2 separate regions of the Gossypium hirsutum genome follow, and region 1 is linked to region 2. The links are chromatin contacts, called in public Hi-C maps. All regions are on one chromosome and are shown on one strand. The core of a region is the stretch at or near the end of the contact, and the rest is flanking DNA. Distances in the headings are between cores, read along the strand shown.

What was found. Hi-C and Micro-C count contacts between places; a contact is called where the count stands out from the background.
Region 1: a Hi-C map of leaf shows a contact between it and region 2, with 2.1 times the contacts expected there. The contact joins two enhancer-like sites. A contact is called at or near these places in 4 of 34 Hi-C or Micro-C datasets (hypocotyl, leaf and petal).

Annotation. Positions count from the first base shown.
Region 1 is chrA07:28,977,797-28,980,496 of Gossypium_hirsutum_v2.1, reverse strand. No RefSeq gene overlaps it. Among protein-coding and RNA genes, the nearest start is that of LOC121204429, 13 kb to the right of the region's middle. Within about 2 kb of position 1,431, at least 5 of the 9 cell types and tissues checked have an H3K27ac peak or open chromatin away from gene starts, as enhancers often do.
Region 2 is chrA07:28,791,349-28,794,048 of Gossypium_hirsutum_v2.1, reverse strand. No RefSeq gene overlaps it. Among protein-coding and RNA genes, the nearest start is that of LOC121203811, 9.0 kb to the right of the region's middle. Within about 2 kb of position 1,253, at least 6 of the 9 cell types and tissues checked have an H3K27ac peak or open chromatin away from gene starts, as enhancers often do.

The DNA of each region.
Region 1 (2,700 bases), core at 182-2,681, 190 kb before region 2:
ATCTCTCTACACTGTAGCAGCATAGCTTTATATGAAATTTTGTGTATGGTAATCTTATAGCTTACTTTAGTTTTCCCTCCACTCCTCCCTAGAGTCTGGGGCATGACAGTTGTTGCAATTATATATCGTCAAATCCTCAATGAAATGGGATAACACTAGTTGATGGAGACCCATCGATTTTGGTGCTTTTCTATGCGGCTGCTTAACAAACATATATGATAACATATGATACCTGGTTTTGTGGATAAAATTTTAATTGGGGGAAATAGGGACTAATGAAAATCTAAAGACGGGTATCTCACCAAACATCATAAGCCAACCCAACAGCATGGAGCAATCATGTACGAACATGATATACTCAATAGAAACTATGTTAATGGGTACTAAATGAAGATAGCTAGTTAACCCCGGCTTTTTCTTTTTGAGTGGAATTATTAAAAATACAAAATAAAATATCTCAGCTACCTAGGGCGAGTGCTGTTGAGTTCTTGAACTAAAAGAAGCGACAAGAAAATGATGGTCTAGATGCCACACAATGATATATGAACATGATATAGTAAAAATAAGTAATATATATATATATAAACAGATTATTGAAACATTAAAAGAAACAATACAATACATAACTTATCATGTCTTGTCTCTCTACAATGAAATAAAAGAGGGAGAAGGAAGGGGACAAAAAGCCAGCAAAAGAAATATGAAATAAGATAACCGCCAACTGGATCATAGTGAAATTGTGTGAGAATGTGGTTTGGGGGGGGGGGAGGATGAAGATGGCAGAGGGGAGGGGTACCCTAGGCGGAGTGTGGTCCTCACCCTCTCTCGTCACTGTTAGCTCCACAGTTGCATCTCTAAATACAAATTTACCAGACTGTAATAATAATAATAATAATAATAATAATAATAATAATAATAATAATAATAATAAAGAGTAGTACTACTACTACACTGATTAACATTTAATTTATTGGCTGCAAAGAAAAGAAAATAGTATATTAGAAAAAAAGAAAAAAAATGGTGGAGCATCATGCATGAGGACCTTTCATCTGAATAAATGATGAAAGAGAATGAGAGAGGTCCCCCCATTGTAGGGTTTTGAAATAGCTAGGCTGCTGCTGCTTCTGCTTCTGCTTCTGCTTTAGCTTTAAAAAGGGCTGACTAATTAGCAGTGAGATGAGAGAGAGAAGCTTAACCATCCTTCCCTTTCTCCTCTGATTACCAGCTTTGATGTTAACTCATGAGATTTTCCTCGTAAATTCTCGGTAACCGTTACATACGACCTGTTTGTGTATAATTATATATAATTACATGGCGCATATATATGTAAGTGAGTAAGCGAGGGTTGGGTTAGGTGAAAGAGAAGCGATGGGGCTGTTCATGTCTTAAGGGCGATGGATGAATGCGCATTGTACTGTTTGGCATCTTTTTTTTAGGCAGCTGGCAACTGCTGCCTGTAAGAGTCGCAAAGTAAAAGAGAGTTAAAAGGAGCAGTACTTTCCTGTGCTTTTGCAGTTTCCTTTCATCCATATCCCCTCCCTTAGATTGCCTTTCTTCCTTTCCTTTCCCATCATGTGCCTCAATCTAAACCCACCCCTTCTCCCCATTTTCATTTCCTGCTTGCTTTTCTTTCATATTTCACTAATAACGTTAAATAAATCGTACTACCATGAATGAAATATATATAAACAAATAATTAGGGCAAGCGTCCAATTCAGGGAATGATCATTTTTCATTTTGCCTTGAATTATGTCATGATGGATTTGTTAACCAAGATTTAAACTTAAAATCTAAAAATTCTTAAGACCCGATCAACATCATATTACTTATATTATATATATTACCTATCAATATGAATATATATATAAAAACAGTTAGTCTAATTTAAAATTGATTGATGCCGAAAAGAATGGTACAGCATAGTGGGGCTAAGTGATGTTTGGGACACTGATTGCTAGAATGAAAAAATTGGCAAGCAAATTCCCAAGTCAATAACTAGGGCAGGCAGGAATGGCCGCAGCATTTAAGCTCACACAAATAAAGCAAACAAATTTCTGAATTGTCAAAACTAAAAACTAGTTCTAAAACTGGACTTCTCCTTTACGTGTCAACCTCATTTATCTATGCCAAAACAAAATCTAGGACATATGAAATCTCTTTTTCTTATCTAGTTCTATTAGAAATAACATACAGTATGATACCGCAAATTTTGGACTAATCGATAATCCAATTATTTGGGTCAATCATATTCGGAATTGATATTAAAAAAGAGAGTATATAATTCACATGATAAAAGTGATTGTATGAGTTTAGGGTTTTAACCTTAATTAGATTTAGTGGATCGTTATTGTATTATGTATACGATATGTTGGTGATGGATGAATAAGTTACAACTGCTTAAATATTCATAGTGTTAATTAAATCCCTAATTAAGATGTGTTTTCAGCTTTTGATTCGTTGCCAATTTTTGATTGTCATAAACCATCAAAAGCAAGGAAAAGAATATACGGTTTTGACGGAGGTTTGGCCCAACACATATAAAGTGGAAGATCCAAGTGGAGCACATCCACATGCTGAAGAATTAGAAAGCCAAAACATGTTAAAAGATTAAAGAGCCTAATTCACTGTAAAACCATCTAGTTACTTCCTTCCACTATTTACAGCACTAAGTCCGAAACAAATTTACCTTTTCTTAGGATT
Region 2 (2,700 bases), core at 4-2,503:
AAAATAATTTAATTGAGAGAATTAAGTAAAATTATTTGTAATAGAAAAGTAGCTATTGAGTTAGACAAACTATGAATTAATTCAAATATTGAATAACAATATAATTATACTTAATACTAGAAAAGCCCAAAACTGGGCCCATCCTAGGTTATCCTAGAGAAGATGTGTCGCCCACGTATATAGACTTTTAGGGGAAATTTGTGTTTTCTATTAAAAATTATTATTTTGCCTTTTCTTGTTTAAGTAAAATTCTTGTAAAATTTTCTTTTAAATAAGGACTATGAGCTAAATTAAATAAACACATCATTGAATTTAGTTACTTTGTCAGAAAATAGTAAGATTTATTATTTTCCAAATCAAATTTATTTTTGTGAGAATTTAAGTTAGATTTGTTGCCTATAGATATTTCCCATTAAAAAGTTAAAAAGTTTTTGTTGTGTTCAATTTGTGAATTAAAATTCACTCTTTAACCAAATCGAGGCTCAAGAAAAGCAATGAACATCGTATTATTGAAAGCCAAAAATAGATTGAAACTGCTAAGTTGGGAATTTATTAAACTTAAATTAAATCTAAAACATCTAATTTTATATCTTAACAAATCAAATATAAATAAATAAAAGATTTGAACTCTAGACTTAAATTTATCAACACATTACCAAAATAACTCCTAAATAGTAAAATGACAAGAATCACCAAATAATCGAAATATAACCTTAGGAATATTTATGCTAAAATGTACCAACTAACACAGTTATTCAACAAAAAATGCATGATAAAAAAAGAAAATTACTAAATTTTAATAAGAAAAATAATAAAAGGTTCAATTTTATGAAACTATAAAAATTTATTCCTCTTGAGAAATTGAAATTTTAATTTCAAACCATAAAAGAAAAAACACTACATTAAAATTAAAATTAAAAAAAATAAAGGCTTTATTTTCCTAGCCAAGATTTTGAAAATCGAATTGAATTGGAAATCATAAGGACTATTGTTGTTATTTCAAAAGGAGGAAACCCGAAAAAGTAAACATGAAAACACGGAGGGATTGAGTTGCGATTTTCTCAATCCCCCCACTATATAACCTAAAAATCTGACTTAACTATTTCTTTCTTTCATTGAAAAAAAAAAAAACCATTGTCTTTATTTCTTTTTATTTTCTCTATTTCTTCCTTTGCCCTTCTCAAATTTTCTTGGACGGTTCTGGCGCCGGAGATCCCAAAGGTCTTTGATTTCCGGTAGCAGAACACCGTACGCAGTGGTAGGAAAAACTCTCTTTTTTGTTTTTGTCCTTTTTTAGTACTTTGAAAGCTAAAATAGAAGTTATTACTTTTTCTATTCTTTTTTATCTTTCCAGATCTGGAAACCAGATCTTGAATTCTTTGGTTATCACGTTTGGATTTCAAATTGATGATGTCGTTTTCATCCCACAAAATTAGGAAACTAAGAAAAGCTTCTGTTTTTTTTAAAGAAAAAAACCTTCTCTTTTTTTAGTGTGTTTTTGAAACTAGGGGATGTGCTCTACGTGGCGGCTGAGGGCCGTCGGTGTGGTGAAGCTACCTCCTTTCCTTTTAGTCGTGCATGAAACCAAAAAAAAAAAAAAAAAAAAGATCTAGAAAAATGAAAGGTTTACTTTCCAAAAAAGATGAAAAGGGTATGTGCTTTTTTTTCGATTTTTCTCTTTGTTTTTGACTCACTGACTGTTGACTATATTATGCTGCTGACTGACCACTGACTTCTTTCTATTTTTTTTTTCTTTTCATGAATAAATGTTGTTCCTCTAATTGTTATGAACTCTTAATGATGAATTTTATTAGTGGATTAATCTGGCTTCGATTTGTTTTTTCTGTAGAAATCTTTGGCAATTCGTTTGTTGTTTTAACTGATTCTGTTAAAGATGAAATGGCTGAAAAATGTGATCTTCCTTTCATGTGTTCACAGTTCACACTGGCTGCCAAGCTACAAGGGTTTCTACCCTAATTCTGCATCATGAAAATGATATGGCCTTTAAGCTCTGAAATCTGAAATGGACTTGGATCAAAATTGTGAATTGGACTTAAACGAAGTGGTCTTAACTTTTTTTTAAAAAAGGGCTTAAATAAGAAAATGGGATGTAAATTGATTTAAGCCCCAAACTGGACTGCCATTTCAATATTGAATTTAGGCTTAAAAACAATTTAAAACTATTTTTTAAAAAGAATTAGTTCATTTTTTTTAAAGTGATTTCTGCTTTAAAATTGAATTTAGGCTTTAAAATTGTAAACAATCTATCAACTTTAAGCCCCAGCCCCAAAACAATTTTTTCTAAAAAAAATCGTCAATTTTATTTTTAAGCAAAATTTTGATTTTGTTATTATTTTTCAAAAACAACTATAATTGGATATCCAAATATTTACAAAGTCAAAATCTAAGGTTGTTACAACTATTGAAACTTCTTGGGTCGTGTTTGAAATTGTGGAAGGTAAGTTCAAACATATTTAGAGGGAAGTCAACAGAGTTGTAGATTGCATCACAAAGATAAATGGTGATGTGATTGACCAAAAATTAAATTAAATTAAATTAGAAAGAATTTATGATTAATTTCAACTTGATTGAAATCAAAATTAAATAAAATTTAGCTCAATTCAATTTTAATTCTTAAAATTTAAGGTAGAAGAATTCAATTTAGCCTTTATTTTTAAAATTAAATTGATAACAATTTAA